Linked DNA regions of Capra hircus: region 1 is linked to region 2. The links are chromatin contacts, called in public Hi-C maps. All regions are on one chromosome and are shown on one strand. The core of a region is the stretch at or near the end of the contact, and the rest is flanking DNA. Distances in the headings are between cores, read along the strand shown. Region 1 holds the start of TMEM163 (transmembrane protein 163). Region 2 overlaps TMEM163 (transmembrane protein 163).

Region 1 (5,065 bases), core at 911-3,410, 270 kb after region 2:
GCTACCAGGAACGGGTCAAACAGAATAATGTCACTCTGACTTTCAGCTTTCAAGGCCACACCAAGCCGGGTTCTTTGGGGGACAGGACTCATCTTAACAGACTGGCAGTGTGTGACAGCAGCGCTTTCACACAGTGACAGTTTATGAACAGTGAATGCTTTCATGCAATAACATAATGGAAAATAAAATTCAGTTGACCAGTGAAAAATAACCTTAAGAATGAATTTAGATGGGCTTTTTACGCTTGAGCCCGAGCTACAAAATGACACTAAATATTAACTTGCCCTAGCACGTTTTTCCCCTCCTATTCTTTTGTGAGATAGGGAGAAATAGGCCAGCTTGATACAGACGACCTGCAATGCTACAAAAATAAGCCCATCCCAGAGTTCGGTCTTTCTTCAATACAAAAATTTTAAATCCTACAGCATCAGTTGCAGAGAGAAAGGTAATTAACACGATCTACAATAAAAATGATAGATTTTGTTGGGTGCTTGTGATGTCACCCATCATCAGCTCGAAAATGATAATCGAGTTAGGTGAGAATAGGAGGAGAAACTGCAACATAGGTGCGGAACTCGTTGCAACCGGAGTGGCTCCAGTTCTCGCCCGAGCATCCCTGCCGATTCTCTGGGAATTGCCGCTTCCATGTCATTCTGTTTTTCACATGCTACAGTTTAAAATTTCTAAGGAACGAGATCGTGCCTCCGAACACTAAACCGGAATAAAAATGTACAGGAGATACCAAGAATATACAGAAACCTGCTAAGACTGAAATATACAAATCCGCCACAGCCAACAAAATAAGGCTTCCAAGAACAGGGGGTGGAGGTGGCGACTAGCCGCTCCCCCCGGAGCGGCCGGCTGTCAGAATCCCGTTTCGGCCACTAACCGGTTTTAGCAGAGCCATTGAGTCTTTTTGAGGGGGCCGATTTGGATTCGATTCTGCAAGAAACAAAAAAGGTACAGACGTGGCCAAGAAGCGGGCTGAAAGGGAACTAGGGAGGGGAAAAAAGAGAAATGTAGGAGGAGATAGACATAGGAATGAATAGGGCAGTCTCTCGCGTTTTATGTGGGCAATTCAAAGGGGTAACCGGCTATCTGTCGGAGGGTCGGGCTTGGCCTCCTGGGATAGGGACGTTTGCCAGCATCCAGGGATTTTGAAGGGGCTGGGATGCGCGCTCCGAGAACCACCAGGTTCCAGCGGCATCCATCCAGGATCAGTGGTCCAAATCCAAGTGTCCCAGTCCTCTGTATCGGCAAACAGCGGGGCAGCGACCCACGATAAACTGGGTATCCAGTAAATGAGGGTCGGAGGTCACCCGACTCCCCTTCGCCGGGGCAGTCGCCCCTCGAAGCTGAATCCGCATAAGTTAGTTCTCACTGGTTAACCCACGGAGCCGAACGGGGTTTGGGAAGGAGCATGCTCTGAGCTCAGGACCCTCCCAACTGAGCGCGACCCGCAGTCAACCGGGAGCGCTCGGCTCGGAAAGCGGAGGGGGGGTAAAAAAAAAAATCACACACACACACACGCCTCCAGGAAACTTTTCCAGTGGGCGCTGGAGGAGCCAAGGCTGGCCGAGAGGAGGGTGCGGGCCCCGGCGGGGTCTCCCAGGAGGCAGTCGGGTTCTCGGGTTCCGGCGGAGGCGCCGCGACTCGGGCGGTGCCGGCCGCGGAAGGTGGGGCTGCCGCCCTCAGCTCTGCACGCTTTCGCGGGAAGTCGGAGCTCCGCGCCCCAGCGCGCTCCGAGGCGCCGAGCCCGGCCCCACCCGCCAGCGGAAAGGCGGGCCCCGAGCAGCGGCTCCTCATCGCGCCCGCCCGGCCGGGGAAAGGGGCCGGGCCAGGGGAAGGGGCCCGGGGCGGCGCGCGCTCACCTCGGTCCTCCAGCCCGTCGCTGAACTGGCCGCTCTCGCTGATACGCAGCTGCCGCTCCTCCTCGGGCTGCGGCGGCTCGCGCGCCGGGGAGCTCAGCGGGCCGGAGGCGGTGGCCAAGGGCGCGTGGCCCCTGGGCGGCGGCGGGACTGCGGGACCCGGGGTGCTGCGGCGCTCGCTGCCCGCGGCCGTCTCCATGGCGCGGGGCGGCGGGTCCGGGTGGCGACGACGAGCGCGGCGGGGACTCGAGTTAGAAGTGCGAGGCGCCGCGGCTGGGAGCGGGCGGAGGGACGGACCGACCGCGCGGGCGCCGCGGAGTGGAGGTGCGGCGGCGGCAGGGGGCGGGGGGGTGTGCGGGAGCCGCGCGGCTCGCGTGGCCGGTGGCAGAGACTCGGGCCCAGCAGCAGCTGCCGCGCTCCGCCCCCGGGGGCAGGTGCGTGCGGCAGGGACCCGCCCCGAGGCCCCGGCGCCGGAGCCCGCGCCCCGAGGCCGGTGGGGAGGGAGGGATCCGGCCAGGCCTGAAGCCCGGAGGCTCGGGGGTGTGGGCTGGACTACTGGGAAAGCCGGGACCGGCAGAAACCCGGGCAGGGCCTGCTGAGGGTGTGATGGGAGACCCGCCCCACTCGTGCCGCGGGATGGTGAGCAGAGGAGATCGCCTCGGACCCGCTTCCTTTACTGTCCGAGAAGGCTGCGCCCGCGCTTGGTTAGGAAAGCGGTCAGCGCCCTAATGTGGCACCCTTCTCTGGCGCTGCACGGGCTTCACAGACTAAGCAGGGTCTCCTGCCTGGGCTGCCATCCTCATCGCCCATCTCAGGAGAACGAGGTTCACCTGCCTCCACCCCCACCGGTGTTGGGTCGTCTTCTAAGAGCGTCGATTACCCTCCACACCAACTTAAAGAGACCGGGTGTCTTAGGACCACAGGGCGTTCTATAGAAGTTTGGACCCTAACCGCGCCCCACCACCACCACCACTACCACTGAGACTGCCCTTGGACCGTGGATCCAGCCTGTCCGCCACCAGCTATTCCCTCTCTGAGTAGCCAAGTCTTGCTGATACTTTAGGTCATATCGAAGCCTCCCTCCTACTGGAAGCCCTCCGCTGGCTTCCTTGGCGCGGCCAGCTGTTCCCTCCTCTAACCGCGCGGAGCTCGACCCCTGGCGAGCGGTCCGGCTCGTCTCCGCTGCGAACCAACGAGGTGGGTGCACCCGGGGACCCACGCCCTGTGGTGTAACCCGGAGAGGTGCCCAAGGGGACCGGCCATTATTCAGATTCGGCTTGAATATAATATCCGTATCCAGATTCACAAAGATAGATTTCCTCTTCCTATGTATATCAGTCTTAAGATTTAATGAGTCTTCTAAAATGCCAATTCCTTATTTAAAGCCTGCCTACTGTGGGGGAGGGCACCCTGTTTTTTGAAGAGTAACCAGTTTCTCATTCTCGGTTTGCCTGCGATGGAAATCCGAGTGGGATTAAAATACCTTTGTCGTGCAGTGGAAATATCACTAGCACTGGGAAGAGGGTCTCATTTTGTTGCTGCCGTTGGGATGGGTTGAGAATATCTGAGTTGACCTTGGCCAATTTACTTTACCTTTTTTAAACAATAACTACAAACTTTAAGAGGTGGACAAGGGCATTTCAAAGGCCCCTTCTTGCTAGGAAAGGGGGAAATGGGGGGGGGGGGGAGAAAAACGCTATGATTATTTGAGCACACACACAAAAATAAAAAACTTTACCCACTGGTCTTGCTTCTGTCTTCTGAGGCGCTTCCCTGATGGCTCGGTTGGTAAAGAATCTGCCCGCAATGCGAGAGACCTGGGTTTGATCCCTGGGTTGGGAACATCCCCTGGAGAAGGGAAAGGCTACCCACTCCAGTATTCTGGCCCAGAGAATTCCGAGGACTAAAGAGTTGGCGAGACTGAGCGACCTCTAATTTGGGGCTTCCCTGATAGCTCAGCTGGTAAATAATCTGTCTGTAATGTAGGAGACCCAGGTTCGATTCTTGGGTTGGGAAGATCTGCTTGCGAAAGGAAACACTACCCACTTCAGTATTCTAGCCTGGAGAATTCCATGGACTCATATTCCATGGGGTCGCAAACAGTCGGATGGACTGAGTGACTTTCACTTTCACTCTGAGGTAAACAGCCTTCAGGTATTTGCAGACACCTCTTACTCCCTCCCACCCAGACTTTTCCTCCAGGTTTTCCCATTTAATTCCTGTCACTAGCTCACAAACATTAGAATCACCTGGGGAGTTTACCAACAAAAATACTACAGGAAATTCTAATACCACAGGTGAAAATGTGGCTAGTTTTTAAAACTCCCTCCCCATTTTTAACTCATCTGGAGAAGTTTTTTCTTTTTTAAATTTATTTAAATACTGACTCCTTGTTATTTGAGATTCTGATTCAGTAGATCTGGGATCTGGCTGAGAATATTTATTTGAATAATACAAATTCTAATGTAGATGATTTGCTGTACGACCACCTTTGAGAATCTAACTGCCCTCCATAATCTTGACTAACCTGCCCCCTACTCACTCATCATCTCTCCCCGCCTCCTCCCTCTCCCTCCTTCCCTCTGTCAGAAACACCCAAGATCTGTGTTTTCTCAAAGGATAAAGTATCATTGTTCTTTCCTCTGGTCCCTCAATTGGTTCTCTAGTCCATCACACCACAACTGTAATGTGCAATTGAACACCCAAGATTCTTGTTAAAATGCAGATTCTAAATCTGTCTGGGGTACAGGCTAAAATTTCTAACAAACCCCCAGACACTGCTGAAGCCGCTGGTCTGAAGACCACACTCTCAAAGCAAGGGTCCAGGAGTTATTTATTATTCATGGGATAAATATATTTCCTTCAAGTTGCAGCTGCCCTGGCTCAATAAGCCGTTCTTGTCTCCTCCAGAAAGATTTCTCTGACTCCAGCTCTCCCCGGGCTCTCCTTTTTGCGGACTGTAAGTGTTTAATAACTCACTGCTGATGCAAGCAGGGGATGTGGTGCGTGCCTGATTCCTATCTTCACTCACCCACATCTACCTGGGGGAACAATCTCTGCTGACTGACTGGGAGATAATATTAGCTTACATTCTGGAGCATGTACTGTGTGCCAGGCACCTCACTAAGTGTTTTACATGAATTGTTTCCATCCCTTTACTACTCTCCTCATTTTACAAAGGAAGAAATCAAGGCAAA
Region 2 (4,799 bases), core at 634-3,133:
CCTTTCCCAACAGTCTCCCTAAGCCACCTGAGGCTTTTCATTCTCCAGGAAGGACATGCAAAGTCTCGAATTCGCTACAGAAACAGCAATCAAACAAGAACTAGACACAACACACCTCAATCACCATCTCCTCCTCATGTCACCTCGGTGGGTCCCTACAACTTGGACATCACACTTCCAGTCTACGTGTAGCTTTTCCAAGGCTACACGAGAGGGAACGGCTTAGAGGGGCTCCCAGGGGCTCACTGAGGTGTGAGCCACAAGGCTCCTTGCCTGCCTTAGTGTAACTGAGCCCCAAGAGCAGCCGCAGGCAGGCCCACACTGCTCGGGCAGGCCAGGAACCTCTCCAACAGCAGGTCCTGCTCTATCCTCAGCAGCTCGGCCTGTGTGAGGGCACCGTGCTTCTGAACTCAAAAGTGGTTAACTCCAGGTTCCAGTGGGAGAATTGAGATCAAACAATCTTAAATGCATTCAGTGGGGTCTGTACCACTAGCGGACGTTCTAAATGAAGAGCAGGGGAAAAGGAAGAAGAGTGTACGGTAGAGATGACTTAAGCCAAATCCCTTCTCAAGATCCACAGGGTAGACCTCAACAGGCTGCCTCCAACAATGGGACCCAGATGAAGCTAGGCCTGCAAGGCCATCTCTGGTGTCTGCATCACACACGCCTCTCTCCTCTCAGACCTCCATCACCTCCCTGCTCCAGTTCGCAGCTGAGGACTCGGCCTTGCACATCTTAGAGCACACGGGTTCAGATCACAATACCTCATCTTGCCAACACCAAACCCATCACTCACCTGGGCCCGCTGCCCCCACATCCTCAGCTGCTTCTCCAGTTACCCCTGTTCCTATGACAGACCAGTGCCTTTGTCTCTGTTCACTGAAGGACTTTGTTCTTGAATTTCTTCTCCCTCTCCTGGATCACTCCCACTGGGATAAACCTCCACCTCCTCCCTTGATTCCATGCCACCCCCAACACAACCCCCATTCACTACCTCCCTTTGCAAAACTCCCTGAAGAGCTGTCTACCCCCGTTTAGCCTACCTCCCGTTCTCTTTACCCTACCCCACCCTTACAGCCCCCCTCCCCTGAGCTCTCCCTGGTCTTGGATGGCTGCAGGCTGCCACGTGCCATGGTTGCCTTCCCACCCCTCAGGTCCTCCCATCTCCTGAGCCCTCCCTGGTCATGGATGGCTCAAGGCTGTCACAAGCCATGGTTGCCTCCCCGTCCTCGTCTTACGCCCTCCTGGGAATGCTTCCTTCCAGCCTCACGTGACACCGCCCTCTGCCACTGTCTCTCTTCTCCCTCCAGCTGCTCCTCCTCACTCTCCGTCACTGGATCCTCCTAGTCACCCCCATCCGAGTTCCTGGCTTAGTCCCCCGAAATCCTCCTCCATCAACATTCTCCCCACAGGTTCTCACCTCCATCCCATAAGCCAGCGTCTCCCTAGCTCTGTTTCATCCTGACCTTCCCCCTCAGCTGTAGACACAGAAGCATCTCAAACTGAACATGTTCAGAGCAAAAAATTCTGCCTCCAAATGACTTACCTTTCAGCCACCTCCTGTGTAAACAGCGTCCCCATCCACCCAGCTGCTGAAGCTACAACCCTAGGAGTCTATCCTGGACTTTCCTCACATGCAAATCTAATCCATCCATCAAGTCATTCTTGTCAACTGTTCCCTCCAAGAGTCATGCTCCGTCTACCCCCAGGCCAAGCCCCCTCCTTCCTCCTCCATCCCCTTCCCCACCTGCCCACATCTCCCTCCTCACAATGATTCCCCCTCACAGCAGCCAGTGACCGTGGTAGTGGACAGCAGCCAAGACCCTCCAGCAGACAAGCTGCCCGCCCTGGAACCTGTGCACTCTTCATGGCCGACAAGCCCTGCCGTGCGCGACCAGCCCCTTCAGCCTTGTTCACATCAGGTCCCCTGACCTCCCCACCCTCTGTGCTCCGGCCACACCGGACTTGACCACCCACCCCCCCACCCCGGACCTCTGCTTCCAGGGTCTCCCAGGCCGCCTCCTCCCCGGCCTGCACTCAGCCCCGACACACAGTCCTATCTTCTCATCATTGCCCCTCCTTCACTCTTTTCCAGGGCTCTTCATCACATGGTGTTTTTTGCCATTTTTCTTTTTACAAACATCCCTCTCTTTCCCACCAGAAATGTAGCTTATGGATAGGAGTTTTGTCTCTCTCCTGCTGTATTCTGAGTCCCAGAATGGAGGCTGCCACTGCTCAGGGCCTCTACTGACTGCTGCGTTCATACTGACCTCACAGATGGACAGAAGGGCCTCAGTCTTGCTAAGAGGATGCCTACTCACCAGGCTGAGCTATCCCAAGAGAGATGAGGCCTCTACAGCCCAGGCCCTGGGGTCTCCCTACCAAGGCAGAGCCTGTAGCTAGAGCTCTGGGTGGACAGCCACCGAGAGGCAGAGGGCTTACTCTGAGACTTTGGGGTGTGGTTGGGGGCCATATGGAGAGTCAACCTCCCCACTCCACAAGGTTCACACCTAGTGGACCTCTCCAACCCAGTACCACCTCAATACAGGCGACAAGGATGAGGAAAGGCAAACCCCTCCACCTTCCCCCAACCAGGTCCACATCCTCGGGAGGCCAGTCCAAGGAACTGTGTGGAAAAGGAGGCCAGGACTTGCTGGGTGCCTGCGGCTGGTGAGGGCTGTTCCAGGCGGGCCTCTCCTGCCCCTCTCTGTGTACCCGGGGATCTCTGCCCACCGCCCACCGTGAGCCTCCCGCCCCTCACCCACTGAGGCCTCCTTGGTAGATAGCCAGTCTGACAAGGAGCTTCCTCTGGGTGTCCTGGGGGGAGCGGGAGGGCAGGGCTGACGTGAGCTTCACCAGAGATGTGTCCCACCACACCAAGTCACAAGGCCAGATCTCTCAACCTTCCACCTCCCCGCCGTGGAGGCCAGGGGCAGGTAACTCCATGGGTGCCCCTTCTCAGGGTGCCTGGGGCGAGGCTGCAGCCCAGGCCCCTGTGGTGTGAGTTTCTGGGGCTCCTCCACGCTCACTCACCTCTAGATAATGAGGAAGAGGACTCTGCTTCCCTTCTGTCTCTGTTCTCCACGCAGCTCATGGAGCTGATGCCCCTCCAGCCTTCTGCCACCTCACGCGAAGCTGGGTGCCGGCCGAGTCTTTCCCAGCTCCTTGCATGTAGGGCACCTGGAGCTTCCTCCCTCTCTGCCCTGCCCCTGGTTTCGGCCTCTGCACATCACACCCTCCATTCTGCCTCCAATCTCCCCAGGTAGGGGGACAGCAGGTCCACTCTGAGAACAGCAAGGTCATATTTCCCTCCTGTCTTCTGACACATGGAGATCGTCAGTGCTTCCCCTCTCCCATCATAAGAGGCTGGCATTCACCCCCTTGCCTCTGGCTGTCCCTTGGTTCCTCCTATTCTTTTTATTAATAACAAATGGAATCAGACCCTAGATGGCGCTAGTGGTAAAGAACCCACCTGCCAATGTGAGAAATGCTGGAGACAAGTTTGATCCCTGGGTCGGGAAGATCCCCCGGAGAAGGGCATGCAACCCACTCGAATATTCTTGCCTGGAGAACTCCACGGACAAAGGAGCCTGGAGGGCTACGGTCCACAGGGTCACAAAGAGTCGGACATGACTGAGCGACTTAACACACAAGCACGCACAGAATCAAAAAAGTCTCTGGAGCTCGCATCTTCTCACAGAGGGCCACACAGAGCATCCGCAGAAGCCGTCACTCTGTGCAGGGGCTACCTGCGCTGGAATTGACCTCTCAAGCATCCTCAAAGTTGGGGGAGTTCTGTGTTGAGTGGTGGCCGGGGAAAGGCAGAGACAGGAAGGAGATGGCCGCGGCCCCCGCAGACTAGAATCCTACACCCCATTTTCTCCACCTTCGTTGTGGGCACAGTAGCCCTGGAGCCCTCAGCCAGCCCGCTGGAGCTCAGAAAGTGTAGAGAGTGAGGTTCCCCCAGATGGCCACTAGATGGCCACTCGCTCCACCAAATCACCAGGCTCAGCCAGCCCAGGACAGTGCGAGGACCCACCAGCCCCTACAGTGGGTGGAACTTTGACCTTGTTCACCCATCCCCTCCAGGAGCATCTGAGCTTCTCCACCCACCTTTGGTTACGGCTTATTTCAGCTGCACCTCTTGTGAGCCTGGCGGAAACACTGGAACCAGCACACCGGACCAGGGGACAATTCTGTATCTGCCCTTCCACATCCTTCAGGATTCTAGAGCCTTCCCAGCTACAGCCATTCCCCATGAAGGACCCTAACCTCACAGCCCCCACCCACAGACCTCCCAGCTTACCAAAGCAGCCCATAAGGTCCCATCAGTCCCTCACCTCCGGGGCCCTGCCCTCACCTCCTAAGGGGCCCCACCCCGAACTCCCATGCCCATAAGCTCGTTCCCATGTTCCCTGTCAAAAGGCAAGGGTGGGATGATTTGAGAGAATAGCATTAAAACATGTATATTATCATATGTGAAATAGATCTCCAGTCCAGGTTCAATGCATGACACAGGGTGCTCAGGGCTGGTGCACTGGGATCACCCCGAGGGATGGGGAACACATGTACACCCATGGCTGACTCATGTCAATGTATGGCAAAAACCACTACAATATTGTAAAGTAATTAGCCTACAATTAAAATAAATAAATTTAAAAAAAAACACCAGAGCAGCTGCAAAAAGTAAATGCTGTCATCACCTCAGAAGACATAAGAACGTCTGAGGTGATCTTGATTAGAGGCTCTAACAGTCTGGCTTTAATGACTAGATAAGCATCTATACAATTAAGCACATA

The links. A called contact is a pair of places that touch in the nucleus more often than the background predicts.
Region 1: a contact with region 2 is called in a Hi-C map of blood, with 3 times the contacts expected there. The contact joins the promoter of TMEM163 here to the enhancer-like site in region 2. A contact is called at or near these places in 3 of 5 Hi-C or Micro-C datasets (all in blood).

Annotation. Positions count from the first base shown.
Region 1 is chr2:73,717,538-73,722,602 of ARS1.2, forward strand. TMEM163 (transmembrane protein 163) reads right to left here and starts at 2,161. Exons shown (of 8, transcript XM_018062098.1): 1 at 1,872-2,161. The coding sequence starts at 2,067.
Region 2 is chr2:73,449,743-73,454,541 of ARS1.2, forward strand. All of the region lies in intron 6 of TMEM163 (transmembrane protein 163), which reads right to left. Among named protein-coding and RNA genes, the nearest start is that of TRNAC-GCA, 95 kb to the left of the region's middle. Within about 2 kb of position 1,884, at least 1 of the 5 cell types and tissues checked has an H3K27ac peak or open chromatin away from gene starts, as enhancers often do.